3 separate regions of the Sus scrofa genome follow, and regions 2 and 3 are each linked to region 1. A link is a contact called in public Hi-C and HiChIP or PLAC-seq data. All regions are on one chromosome and are shown on one strand. The core of a region is the stretch at or near the end of the contact, and the rest is flanking DNA. Distances in the headings are between cores, read along the strand shown.

Region 1 (4,687 bases), core at 623-3,122:
TGGGTTGAAAACCTGACATAGTGTTCATGAGGATGCATGTTCAATCCCTGGCCTTGCTCAATGGCTTAGACCCAGTATTACCACAAGCTATGGCATAGGTCACAGATGTGGCTTGAATCCTGAGTTGCTGTGGCTGTGGCTTGGCCAGCAGCTGCAACCTCAACTGGACCCCTAGCCTGGGAACCTTCTTATGCTGCAGTTAAGGCCATAAAAAAAAAAATTAAGGCACAACATTGTAAATCAACTGCAATCAACTACATTATTTGCTTATTTGACGACTGAGTTTTGTAGCATTCCCTTAAAATTTGTGCCTGAGGTGGTGGATGCTTCACTCTCCTCACCATACAACCTGCCCTGGTTCCGATAAAACTTTGTGGACAAAAACAAGTAATGCAACACAACAATTACTGGAAACCACCCCTATGCCCAACAACAGGTGAATTGGATAAACTAAATATGGTCTATCCATGCAATATATTAGTCAGCATTAAATTAAAAGGAGGAAATTCTTTTTTTTTTTTTTTTTTGCTTTTTTTTTTTTTTTGAGGGCCGCACCCGTGGCATATGGAAGTCCCTAGGCTAGGGGTCGAATCAGTTACAGCTACTGGCCCGTGCCACAGCCACAGCAAGCCAGGATCTGAGGCTCATCTGCAACCTACACCACAGCTCATGGCAACACAGGATTGTAAACCCACTGAGCAAGGCCAGAGCTCGAACTTGCATCCTCTTGGATCCTAACCAGGTTCGTTAACCACTGAGCCACGAATGGAACTCCCAAAAGTAGGAAATTCTGACGTATACATGGATGAGACTTGAAGACATTATGTTCAATAAAATAAGTCAGACACAAGAGGATGAATACACTATGATCCCATCTATGGGAGGTTCCTTTTTTACTATTATTAAAGTATACTTGATTTACAACATCTCTTCAATTTCTGTTGTACAACAAAGTGACCCAATCACACACAGTTTCCTGTGCTGTGCAGTAGGAGCCCATTGCTGGTCCATTCCAAATTTAACAGTTTGCATACAAAAACCCTGAGTGCCCGTCCATCCCACTCTCTTCCTCCTCCCTAAAGGATAAAATTCATAGAGACAAAGTATAATGGTAGGTGACAGGAGCTGGTGGTAGCTCATGTTTAACTCCCAGGAGTTTATGTTGGGAATGATAGAAAATTTTGAGGTCTAGATCACGGTGATTGTGACACAGCATTGTGAATATATTTAACACCACCAAACAGTATGCTTACAAATGGTCAAAATGATATATAGCACGCATATTTTACCATAAAAAAAAAAAAACAACAGGGGGGGAGTTCCCGGTGTGATGCAGCAGAAACGACTCCAACTAAGAACCACGAGGTTGTCGGTTCCATCCCTCAGCCTCACTTTGTGGGTTAAGGATCCGGCATTGCCGTGAGCTGTGGTGGAGGTCGCAGACACTGCTCGGATCCTGCGTTGCTGTGGCGTAGGCCAGCAGCTGCAGCTCTGATTCAACTCCTAGCCTGGGAACTTCCATATGCCGCGGGTGTGGCCCTAAGAACAAAAACAAACGAAAAACAAAACTCGCAGCCCTGGGCAGTAGTTTACTTGATTTTTCAAAAAATTGCATCTATAAACTTATTAAATACATGTTGCACATATAAAATACTGTGTATACAAAATACTGCCGCTGTTACCTCAGTCCTCCTCCTCACCCGGCCCCCGCCGGTCTGTCCCTTCCGGCGCTGCGGGCCGCAGGGACCTCGTATGGCCGCCAGGTGGCGCCAACTCGCCTTACAGCGCCCAGAACATTTCGCGCCCCCACGGTGGGCGGCGCGGAGGCGGCGGGATGCGTCAGCTCGACCGCTGGCCGAGGAGCTGGGGGAACCGAGCGGCGGGGCAGAGACCAGACCCCAGGCTGGCGGGGGAGGGGGCGCAGCTGTGAGTCACCCGGGAGCCCCTGATCGACCGTGGGAGAAAGTCCTACGCGGGCCTGCCCGCCTGGCTCGTGAACTGCTTTCCCGGGGAGAGGGCGAGGCTGGCGGCAGTCCCAGAGTGCGGCCGTGCCTGGCGCACAAGTGTGGTTCCAGTACGAATTAACCCGTAGCTTGAGGGAGTGGAAGCCTCACGAAGCCTCAGTTTCCTCTTCTACATCATGCAGATAAGCATAGCCCTTGCTTCCTAGGTTCTTGGGGATTAAGAGATAAGGCAAGTGATAGGGGGAGCCTGATACACAGTACTCTCAATACACTCAGCGCCCTCTCCGGAGGGAGGAAGTAAAAGTGGCGAGCATCGCGGGAAGCGTGCCAAGGTGGCAGCACGCAACGCCTGCAAAAATGTTTTCCCTCGATCTCTCTCCGGCCTCTAATTCCCCCACTGTCAGGTGAGGCGCGGAGGTGCAAACAACCCAAAGTGAGGCGCCAGCAGGGGGCGCGGAACCTGCGAGGCGGAGCCACCTGCACCTCCCACGCTCGCCCCACCCTGAAACTCGCGGCGGGTGGGGAGGGGGCATCGCGTCTCGGTCCTAGGCTTTGCAACCCTTGCTTCTGGGTACCTCGAGGCGGCCTCTTACGACTACCAGGTCGTAACTGACTCTACGGAGTGCGTACTGTGTACCTCCCTATTAAAGTCAAGGCTTCCTGCAACCCAATGAGGACAGTGTGCATTGTCATAGGACAGGTGGGGACTCAGGCCGCCTTCGCAGCCCCCAACTTTGGAGACCTGGAGGCAGTCTCCCGCAACCATCACCGCTTGCTTGTTATTCGCTTACTGCGTACTCCTAATTTTATTTTGCACTCCTGCAACCCAAGGAGGCCAGCGCTGCATTCCCATTAGACAAGGGCCCAGAAAGTTAAGTCACCCTGGGTCTGGGGTCCCTGCAGCCTGGGGAGATCCCGGAAACCATCACTAGAAAGGATCAGGCTGCAAACAGTGCTCTCTCCCCATGCAAAACCCCAGCAGGACTTGGAAAGGTGCAGGCCGGGGACTCTCCGAGGACGGGGAGGGGATTCCAGGCCCCCCCGAAAGTCAGGGCCGCCTGGCGCGCTGGAAATCCCGCGCGCGCCCCGAAACGCGGCTCGGCTGCCGGGAAATCAGGAGAAAACTTCTGCTTTTTTTTTTTTCTGGCACTCAAACTCCCCGCTCCCCCCCTCGCGCCCTCCTCCCAGCTCTCGCCCCCACGTGGGGCGCCCCCGCACGGCGCCCCGCCCTCTTCCCACCGCCAGCCAACCGCGGCGCCTGTTTCTCTCGCCTTTGTTTTTCCTCCAATAGGAAGAGAAGACGGTCCACCGGGGCCACGCCCCTATTGTACAGTCTATAAGTGGCGGTGCCCGCGGCCGCGGGTTCAGATTATTGAAGCTGAGGACTCGCGCTGTTAGCGGTCGCTTCCTGGATTATTTTTTGCTGAGGTATTTGCAATCTTTTTCGTTTTTTGTGGAGAGGATTTCGCTGCGATCTGAAGGTCTAGACGAACGCTCGGGCTCCGTGGGAAGGCTTTGGGCTCTCCGGCCTCGGATTTTTCATTTTCATCCTTGGAACTGTCGTGTGGCTGTTTTCCACTGTGGATTATAACTGCAACATGACACTGGAAGAGCTCGTGGCATGCGACAACGCGGCGCAAAAGTAAGTAACCGGGGCCCCGCCGCCTGAGGTCGGCCGGGCCGGGCGGGGACCGGAGTACCCGGTGGCCGATCCGGCGCTGACCCCCATCTTCCTTGGCTCCAGGATGCAGACGGTGAGCGCCGCGGTGGAGGAGCTGCTGGTGGCCGCGCAGCGCCAGGACCGCCTCACCGTGGGGGTGTACGAGTCGGCCAAGCTGATGAATGTGTGAGTCAGACCCCGTCCCCGGGATGGGCGCGGGTGGGGACTCCCTTCGCTTTGCACGATCCTTGCTGCGCCCCTCTCTTGCATGGGGCTGGGACATCTCCATGTGTCCCTACTGTGGGTTGAGGGCCTTTCTGCTTTCTGAGTGGGGAGGCTGCAGTATCCCGGTGCTGCATCATGTGTAAGCAACCTCCCCATCAATATCCCTGCCTTACCTCCCCCCGCCCCCGCCCAGAACCTTGAACCGAACATCACCTCCATCCCACCGTCTGCAGGCATACACGATTCCCGGCAACCTGCGGTGTCTTTGCTTTTGCAAACTCCGCGCTGCGCGGTGGCCCCTCCCCAGTCCCCAGCTGACCCATCGCCCTCCTCTGGCCCCTCAGGGACCCTGACAGCGTTGTCCTGTGCCTCCTGGCCATTGACGAGGAGGAAGAGGATGACATCGCCCTGCAGATCCACTTCACCCTCATCCAGTCGTTTTGCTGTGACAACGATATCGATATCGTGCGGGTGTCAGGAATGCAGCGACTGGCACAGCTGCTGGGCGAGCCGGCCGAGACCCAGGGCACCACTGAGGCCCGGGACCTGCACTGCCTCCTGGTCACGGTGAGCTGGGCCTCCGCCCTGCCCCGCCCCACCCGCACCTGGGCCGGTGTTTGTCAACAAAGCCGAGCTGACCGGTCTGCACCAGCTCAGCGCTCAGCCACGTTAGGCATGTCCCGTGGGCAGCCCGCTGGCCTTAGGGCCTCATCACCCAGCGAGCTATTTTGAGCCAGCTTGTTTTCCCCAAAGGGGCCCTGGGAGGGGGAGGTTCCCCACCCCCTTCTGGAGCTCCCACTGAACCCGGTCTTCTCCTCCCACAGAACCCTCACACAGA
Region 2 (4,687 bases), core at 1,634-4,133, 180 kb after region 1:
TTCCTGGCCTGAAACTGAGCTTAAGCTCATATTCAAAATCAGTGTACGTGTTCAAAAGCCCCACAAAAGACCCACCTAGGAAGAAGTCAGCATTTCTAAAATTCTTTAAAAGTAGTGTGATCTTTTTTCCTCTCAAAATGAGAGCATGAGATGATACAAAAAACTAACCCAATCGTGTAAACCAACTATACTTTAATAAAAAAATTTTTAAATTAAAAAAAAAACACCAGGAGTTCCCATCGTGGCGCAGTGATTAACGAATCCGACTAGGAACCATGAGGTTGTGGGTTTGGTCCCTGCCCTTGCTCAGTGGGTTAACGACCTGGCGTTGCCGTGAGCTGAGGTGTAGGTCGCAGACGCGGCTCGGATCCCGCATTGCTGTGGCTCTGGCGTAGGCCGGCGGCTACAGCTCTGATTAGACCCCTAGCCTGGGAACTTCCAAATGCCGTGAGAACGGCCCAAGATATAGCAAAAAAAAAAAAAAAAAAGACAAAAAAACACCAAATCTGCATGGCCATACTTCTTTCCTAAGGCTCAAAGGTGAGATGTAATCTTTAAAGAAGAAAATAACTTAGTTTTGTTTCCAATAGGGGGTCTCCACCAGAGGCAGCTTTGCCCCCTTGGGACAGGGAGTAATGTCTGGGGACATTTGTGGTTGTCATGGGGAGGATCTTGGCATGTCATGGGTGAGGGCCAGGGACGCTGCTCCACAGCCCAGACCACCCACGACAGGACATGCAGAGTATGACTGGACCCCAATGTCAGCAGTGCCCAGGGGAGCGACCCTGGTCCATCACACACACTCCAGTTCTAAGTAGGTGTACAGGTCCCATGACAAAGCTTCAGAATCCAAGGAGACCCAGGCAGATCTGTCTTTTTATGTTGTTGTTGTTGTTGTTTTGGCTGTGCGCATAACATGTGGAAGTTCCCAGGCCAGGGATCCAACGCTCGCTCGCCATAGCAGCAGCCTAGGCACTGCGGTGACAATGCCAGATCCTCAACCTGCTGCACCACAGGAAAACGCCTTCCCCTCATTTTTAATAATAATGAAGAATAAACATTTTCGCAGATTCTTTTTTAAAGTTCCAGAGGGGATTCTTATGTGCACCCCAAGATTGAGGGACTGGAGTCAAGTTCCAAGTGATTCCTTCCCTCCCCTCCTTGACAAGCCAGTAATTCTACCCACCCACCTTCCTCCCCCCCAAAAAACCTTAATTTAGAACATTATTATCAAGGCGCACGAACCCTCACCATGTGCCAGGAGCAAGCAAGGTGCACGCATCCCCTCATTTGACCCTCGCGGCAATCCTATGAGGTGCCTGCTCCTGTTTTCTTTGCCATTCTACAGAGGAGTAAACTAAACCCCCCAGAGGCAAGCCAGCCAAGCGAGCAGCCAGAGTCAAGATGGGAACACAGGCCCACCTTCCAGAGACCATGACCTCAATCTGGGCAAGACCACAGCACATGACTGAACAAGTTTGTGAACTTGGCATTTGCCTCGCTGACACCTAGCAACAGGGAAGGCCCTCAGCTGCTGTTCATCAAGCTTGTCTTCTCCTGCCCACCTTTCAACCCTGAGCAACCCTACTCCCTGGGAAAAATAAAGTGCCACCTACATCCCTTAGTATCATTGTCCCCAAAACTCCCACTTTGATTCCTCGCTCCTGAGCCCAAAATTTCCTGAAAAATTCAGTCACCAACTCCAGGCTTTCTGCTTCCCAAGACATTCCCCTTTGCGCACCACATCCCAGAAACGGACCTCGCAAAGTATGTCCAACGCCCATCTCCTGCAGCTCACTGCTTTGCCAAGGAGTCTCTGACCCATGCCCCCTTGGACCCCAATGATCAGCCAAAGCCTCAGTGACTCCCCTCGTCAATCTTCATAACTGACTTCTGAGGCCCCCATTTCCTCCTGAAGTCACCCTCCTGCAGAACACCTGCAGCTTCTATCCCACCTCCCCCTTTCTCATCACCCACACACTCCTAACTCTCCACCTCTCCCCACAGCTCTCCCATGCCTTTGGAAAGGAGCCTGACCCCCACCTGCTTCCCTCAGCTCCCCCTCAGCTCTGCTCTCTGGCCCTGTGCCAGCTCATCCTGACCAGAGGTCCTCAATCACCCTTCCTAGACAAGGGGACCAACTCCATCGCAGTCCTCTTCCCAGCTAACTTGGAGCCCCAACTCCAGTCCTGATCCCTAATTCTAATGCCAGCCCCCAACTCCGGCCCCCTCTTCACGATCCTGACGCCCAGCTCCAGCCCAGATCCCTGACCCCTCTTCACAGACCCTAGCCCCTCCTCACAGACCCTGACCCCCAACTCCAACCCGAATCGTAGGCCCCAGCCTCCCCTTCACAGACCCTGACCCCCAACTCCAGCCTGGATACCCCAGCCCCCGTTCAGTGGACCCCAATCCCTAACTCCAGCCCAGATCCCTGGCCCCTCCTCATAGAACCCAGCCCAGATCCCCAATTACAACCCAGATTCCCCGGCCCTCCTCAGACCCCAGCCTCTCCTCACAAACCCCGACCACAACTCTAACCCGGATCCTCGGCCCCCCCTCACAGACCCCCACCCCCAACTCTAATCGGGATTCTCCGTCCCTCCTCACAGACCCGGACTCCCAACCCTGTCCGCAGCCAACTCGGAGCCGTTCCAAGACCCCCACCTGGGACCGTCCGGCCTCCCCCTCCGCCCCGGCCGCACGCCCGCCCCTGACGCCCGAGACAGGGGCGGTGGACCCCATCCCGATTCGCGGCCGCACGTGCCCTTACCTGCGCTCGGACCTTCGCGGCCGCCTCAGCCCCGCCGCGCAGCCGAACCCACCACGGGGCCCGCGAGCGCTCGCTCCCCCCCGCGGGGGCGGGGCCGGCGCGCGAGGGGCGGGCACTGGAGGCTGGAGCGGCCAATGGAAGGCCAGGGCGGCGGGAGCTAGGAGTGGGGGCGGGGCACAGATCAGGCAGCGGGGTAGGCTGCACCCAGGAGAGGGGGCGGGGCGTGGGACGCGGGCGGGGCCAGGAGGCGGAGCGCTGAGTGGCACCGCCGCTGGCCACACGCAAGGGGAGAACGCGAGAGGGAGGAGCTATGTTAATATGCAAATAGGTACGGTGTGGTGGATCTAGCAGCTGGGCGACTAGCCGATTTTCTGAGGTGACTTGGTGACGTCAAGGAGGCGCTGGGCTGCTCGTGAGTTTGAATCCCGGGTGGGGCCATGGGTTCAAATCTAAATCTTAGCTCCCTTGCAGGGTAAGACTGTCCCCTACTGGAGTTCCTGACCTAGCGCCGCGGAATCCAACTAGGAACCATGAGGTTGCCTGTTCAATCCCTGGCCTTGCTCAGTGAGTTAAGGATCCAGCGTTGCTGTGAGTTGTGGTGTATGTAGGTTGCAGACGCCGGTCAGGAACCTGCATTGTTGTGGCTGTGGCTAGGCTGGCAGCTGTAATTCTGATTAGACCCCCTACTCCGATTAGACTGTCCCCTACTAATCAGTCCCTTGATCTACAGGACTACAATAATAACTGCTCCCTCTAGCTTAAAGCTCTGCATAAGGCTAGGAGGTGAAATGATATTATCCCCATTTTATAGAGGAGGAAACTGAGTCTCAGAGAGGTTAAATTCAAGTTCATTCACGCAAGCTTGTCTCATAATTTCCAGGGTTTCTTAATGTCCTAACTGCTGGGCCTTGATTGTAAAATACAAATTCCTGGGCCACACACAACTCAAATGAACCTAGACCCCTGGAATGTGCATTTTTAGCATGCTTCCCCCTCCACCGCCCCATGGGATTTTAGGCAACATTTGGTATGTCTCCAAAAGCATCCAGTGGACATGAAGGGGAGAATTTCTTACATGGGAAGCTGGAGCCACCTTATTCTGGGACTTTGAGAACTTTGTGCAACATTGTTACCCTGTGATCTGAGCTGCTGGCCTCCCAGCTGAGCCCCCCCAGGGCTGCTTTCATCCCAGCAGGAACCTGTCTCCTCAACCCTGCCACATACAGGCAGAACCCAGCGCCGGGGCCTTTCACTTCCCAGTTCAACCCTGCAGAAGGAGTTACTCTCTGAACAAGAGTTACAAACCTGTGGCCCTCTGACAAGACACAGCCCCCAAAATCCTGTAAAAATTCAAAATTCGTTGCCAACATTTAAAAATCAGGACATTTCACAAAATGAACCCAGATTTCCAGGCCCTCCCAAAAAATTGAGAGGTCTGGTAATTCCTAAGAGCCCTGGGAGAAGGAGCTGAGCACGTGTCACTCAAGTCTTCCTTTGTGGCCCCAAAAAAGATTACGGCAGGGCTGGGGCAAAGCAAGTGAGGCACTTTTCTCAAATCCAGAACCTGAAGGGGTGCCCCCAAAGAGACAGAAACACTCACCATCAAGATAACTAATGACATTTTTTTTTTCTTTTTGCCTTTTCTAGGCTGCTCCTGTGGCACATGGAGATTCCCAGGCTAGGGGTCTAATCAGAACCGTAGCCACCGGCCTACACTAGAGCCACAGCAACTCGGGATGCGAGCCACATCTGCAACCTACACCACAGCTCACAGCAACGCCGGATCCTCAACCCACTGAGCAAGGCCAGGGATCGAACCCGCAACCTCATGGTTCCTAGTCGGATTCATTAACCACTGCGCCACGACGGGAACTCCACTAATGTCATATTTTAAAAATTCAAAATAAATGCAGA
Region 3 (4,687 bases), core at 572-3,071, 140 kb before region 1:
GCACCCCGAGACGAGACCTATCTCCTATGTTTCAGAGCTAGGATGGTACTAGCATGTTCAAATCCTCACTGTGCCAGGTACCTCGACTGGCAGGCACTGACTGTGCTTTTAGCCATTCTGATGCTACTCAACTGTCCACAGCTCAGGGAAGGAGGGATCTGGAGCACTGTTTAAGAAACTGAAGATCAGAGGAAGCTGAATAAGTGAAATGTTGACCTTGAATTATCTGTCAGGGACTTCCTATCGTGGCTGAGTGGTTAGCAAATCTGACTAGGAACCATGAGGTTGCAGGTTTGATCCCTGGCCTTGCTCAGTGGGTTAAGGATCTGGTGTTGCCGTGAGCTGTGGTGTAGGTCGCAGACACGGCTCGGATCCCGAGTTGCTGTGGTTCTGGCATAAGCGGCGGCTACAGCTCCGATTAGACACCTAGCCTGGGAACCTCCATCGGGAACCCTGTTAACACTTTACCTGCCTTGAACTCTTTAATCCCCACTGCTGAGGTGGGCGGAGTCAATAATAGCCTCTGACAAAGGAAGAGACTGAGGCTCAGAAAAGATAGTGCCTTGCCCAAAGTTCCACAGCAGCTGAGTGGACAAGAGGGCTCTGCCATGGACGGCACTGCCCGCATGACCCTGCAGTCTCCTTACCAGATTCCAGTAGGAGACGCAGAGTTAAAGCCTCACAATAACAGCAGAAAGCTGCAAACTGTGTGACAGGTACTAGTAGAAGCTCATAACAAAGAGGCCTGACCTGGGCTGGGGAGTCAGGGAAAGCTTCCCAGAGCAATGGTATTGAGCTGCCAGTGGGGAAATGACCAAGTTAACTTGGTAGCCAGTTAACCTGGTAAAGGTGCTCAAGACAGAGAAAACAAGTATCTTTACAGCCCTGTGGCGGTTGAGAACTCCCAGCATTACTCTGGAGCAAAAGGTTCCTCCTTTACCCTGGAACAACCGTGAACAAGGAGATGGGATTTCTTTATAACAGATCCCTCTGGTGGCTTCATAAAAATTGACCATAGGGCCATGGTTCTCAACCGGGTCAGTTCTGTCCCCCAAGGGACAGTGGGCCATGTCTGGGAGGTCTGTGGTCGTCACGAATGGGGGGCTCCTGGCATCAAGTGGGTGGGAATCAGAGATGCTGTTTCACACTCTACAACGCCCAGGACAAACCTCCACAGAGAACACTGCTGCCCCAATGTCAGCAGTGCCGAGCCTGAGAAACCCTGGTGCAGGAGCACGGTGAGGAGCTGGGGCAGCCACCTGGGTGAGAAAGAACCACAGCAGGCAGAGCAGTGAATCCCAGCCACTGGGTTTTGGGTTAGTTTGGGGCCTTTTCCCGTGCCTCAGTTTCCCCACCTGCAACAGGGCCGTAATCGTTCCTACCTCCCGGCGCCTTTTGCAAGCCGGCACGAGTTCTCCGAACTAAACGATTAAAGCGCCGCCCAGGTATTCGTCATCAGTACCGCTGCCCGTTACCCCGTGTGGACCTTAAGAGGGGGAGAGTGGGGGGGGGAGGCAGGGGGCGGGGCCTCACCTTCGCGGCCTCCCTGGAACTTCACCCGAATAGTCTTGTCGATGTACTTGGACAGGTCCAAGATGCTTTCCTTCTTTTTCTTCTCTTTGTCCTGCGAGGAAAGCACATTGCGTGAGGGGGGAAGCGCGGCCAGATTCTGCCCCGCCAGCCCCTCCAGCCAAGCCAGCCGCGCCGCACGCTCACCGCCATCTTGCCGCCGCCGCCGCGCCGCGCCCTTTGGCCTCTGCCCCCTGCACATGCGCGGCGGACGCCTGGCGCCTGCGCAGCGCGGGGCGCCAAGGCGTTGCTGGGAAACATCTGCCGACGCCTGCGGCGGGGACCGGGCGACATGGCGGCGGTGGCATCGCTGGCTCGGCTCGCGGCGGCCTTCGTTCTCCTCGCAGCCCAGGTGAGGGCGGCGCCGACCCTGGCGGCCTCGCCATCCGCGGTGCCATTACTCCTTGGCCCCCCGACCCCGCATAGGGGTCCGCTCGGCCTGGCCTGGGGGTCAACCTAGGGTGTCCGTGCCCCCTACGCGGTCGGCCCGCGGGCTCGGGGCCGGCAGTGACCTTGCCGGACTGTCCCCGGCGCGTCTGCCTTCCCTGCCTGGAAGCCCTTCCCAGCCGCAGCGTCACCAGGCCCCGCCGGAGTCTTAAGGGGGGGTTCCCCCTCTCCTGCCCCGAGCCCCGCTTGTCCACCCCGGGGTCTCCAACCGCCGCCAGAGACGCCCCTCTAGCTTCGTGACTTTGGTCTGGGAGCTACCCCTCTCCGAGCCTCAGTTTCTCCTTGAGTGCGACGCTATCTGCCTCGACCGTGGTTGTGGTAAACTGTCCAGCGCGGCACCCAGGGTCTGGCGGTGTTGGGACGCAGCCGGGAGCCCAGCCCCGAAGTGGGGTCGAATCGCCGCCGCATCTTTTGCTCGCATGACCTTGGCAAGGGAGTTCCCCGCTTTGAGTATCAGTTCCTTGTCTGCAAAAGGAAGATAAGTGTACAGTATAGAGTCAGCGAGATGATATATGGGATCATGAACGCGCAGCATGCTACTTCTCTGTCATTTAACGTTAAGGGTCTCCAGGTGCTAGTGGGGGGAACTACCACGAGGTGGCTGATATACATTGTCATAAGTGCATCTTTTATTACCAAATCCTCCCCCTCTCTCAGGTTCCACAGCTTAGGCAGTGGTGGCCCCCAACAGCTCCCAAAACTGGGTCATTAGCCTGCTCCAGCCCCTCCACCTCTGCTCCAGGCAGATGGCTTTCCTCTGTGGCCACTTTTGTTCTCTGCACCCCCGGTTCATTCTCAACACTGCAGGAGCGATCTTTCTCAAAGTGTGTCATGTCTTGTGCCCAGAGGAGAGCCTTCTGGCAGCTTCCTGGTGCATTCGTGAAGCCCCTGTGATCTGGCTGTCAGGAAGCTTCCCCTTTCCAGCTCTAGTGTATTGAAGGCTCCCTGCACTTCTCTCTTTCGCCCAGGGTCACAGAATGGTAGGGAGTGGGTTTAGGGCTGTGAGCAAGCAGCCTCCTGTCAGTGGAGAGCTGGTCTTCCTCTTGAGCGCCATGAAGAACCAGGCCCAGGGAGGGTTCTGTATGTAGGGTTGTGTATGAATTGCCTGGTCATACACTTAGCCTCAGCTTCATTGCCCCTCCCTCTCAGGCTCTCTGGGACGCCCCCCTAGCTGCTTTGCCAGCCCCCTGTACTTCCCTGAGCCCTGTTCACTCATTTTCCTCAGCTGTCTCAGCAACTCGAGGCAGGGACCTTGAGCTGTCTGGGTATTCCAAAGGAGTGCAAAGCTAGAAGCAGGGGGAGGGTCATGGAAACACCACAGAATGAGGGATGCAATTGGCCTGGGAATGCTTTTCAGGAGCAGCGGTGCCTGCAGGGTGTTCTGAAGGACGAGTAGGAGTTTGCTAGGTCAGGAGAGCAGATGGAGGGTGTTGCAGGTGATGTGAGCAGGGCCAGGCAGAAGCGTGAGAGCTTTATTTGGGGAAGCTGTGGCTCCGCTCTAACTGGTGTATTTTCAGTACAGTGGTTCCACCTGAGAATGGTGTCATCCCAGTGGAGGCTCAGGTGCACTGGCAGGGAGGCCAGGGAGGGAACGTCAGGGGAGTGGCTCCAGGCCGAGGGTAAAGGGCAGATGGAGCCTGTGGCCCTCCCAGGCTGGGGTCCAGGGAGTGGGCTGGACAGGTCAGAGCTGCATGCTGGAGGCCCACGTGATGAGGTGTTTGGACTTTATTCTCAGCTGACTGAACTTCATCCTGAGTGTGGGGAGCCAAGAAGAGTGTTGGAGAGAGGGAGGAGCTCTTGGGCCATTGCTTTCCGGAACAGAACCCTCCCTGGGCCTGGTTCTTCATGGCGCTCAAGAGGAAGACCAGCTTTCCACTGACAGGAGGCTGCTTGCTCACAGCCCTAAACCCACTCCCTACCATTCTGTGACCCTGGGCGAGGGGTTGCACCTCCTCAACTAGACAAACACACACTCCCCAGTTACTATAAGGCATGTACATAAAGGCCTATGTGGGGCCTGTTACTAAGCAGATCTGACCCAACATTGGTGCTGTCTCTGCCCCTGCCATTGCCCCACTCCACCTGGCCCTTTACCCATACACTTTCCCCCTAACCTGCCCCTTCTCCCCTCCACTGCCCGCCTCCGCCTGCCCCTTCCCCCTAACCCTTTCCACTTGCCCCTTAACCCTCTCCCACTTTCCTTCACCTGAACATCTTTCTCTAAGCATCCCAGGACCTAATTTTCCCCTCCTAGAACCCACCAAGTCTTAGGAAGGCTGCGCCCAACCTGGACCCTTGAGCTTCTCCCAAAGCCCTCTGACGTGGATGCTTTCACCATCATCATGAAGCATAATTTCCCTAGAGGCTCCTGAACTCACTTTATGATTGTGATGTGTTGGGAAGTGGCCTGTCTTCCATAGTCCCAGCTGTTCTTGGTTTTCCAAACTGGGATGGGCCACACTGGAAGGCAGGGTACTCACATCCCGGTGCCCTTTTGAAGAACTTCTCCCAGCGCTTAACTTTGGGGAGGAGACCAAATTCACATTGACAATGTGGTTTCTGGTATTTGATTCAAGCCCAGGTTTATTTCTTAACGGAAAGCCAGTTGTGCACATTGGGGGAGGAATCTGGGAAGTGTGTGCTTGTGCTTTTATTTTTTTTATTTTTTGGT

The links. A called contact is a pair of places that touch in the nucleus more often than the background predicts. HiChIP or PLAC-seq counts read pairs in DNA pulled down with a chosen protein or histone mark.
Region 2: a contact with region 1 is called in a Hi-C map of liver, with 4 times the contacts expected there. The contact joins the promoter of GNG7 here to the promoter of GADD45B in region 1. A contact is called at or near these places in 3 of 47 Hi-C or Micro-C datasets (embryonic fibroblasts, liver and skeletal muscle).
Region 3: an H3K27ac HiChIP or PLAC-seq map of alveolar macrophages shows a contact between it and region 1. The contact joins the promoter of SPPL2B here to the promoter of GADD45B in region 1. A contact is called at or near these places in 2 of 47 Hi-C or Micro-C datasets (embryonic fibroblasts and heart right ventricle) and 1 of 2 datasets of contacts at active chromatin or transcription factors (alveolar macrophages).

What each region holds. Positions count from the first base shown.
Region 1 is chr2:76,108,643-76,113,329 of Sscrofa11.1, reverse strand. GADD45B (growth arrest and DNA damage-inducible protein GADD45 beta) reads left to right here and starts at 1,872. Exons shown (of 5, transcript XM_005654701.2): 1 at 1,872-2,368; 2 at 3,256-3,606; 3 at 3,709-3,810; 4 at 4,194-4,416; 5 at 4,674-4,687. The coding sequence starts at 3,563.
Region 2 is chr2:75,928,073-75,932,759 of Sscrofa11.1, reverse strand. It overlaps GNG7 (guanine nucleotide-binding protein G(I)/G(S)/G(O) subunit gamma-7), which reads right to left and starts at 2,883. Exons shown (of 6, transcript XM_021084181.1): 1 at 2,774-2,883.
Region 3 is chr2:76,244,201-76,248,887 of Sscrofa11.1, reverse strand. SPPL2B (signal peptide peptidase-like 2B) reads left to right here and starts at 1,821. Exons shown (of 15, transcript XM_003123025.5): 1 at 1,821-1,921. The coding sequence starts at 1,862. LSM7 (U6 snRNA-associated Sm-like protein LSm7) reads right to left here and starts at 1,878. Exons shown (of 4, transcript XM_003123024.4): 1 at 1,717-1,878; 2 at 1,534-1,624. The coding sequence starts at 1,863.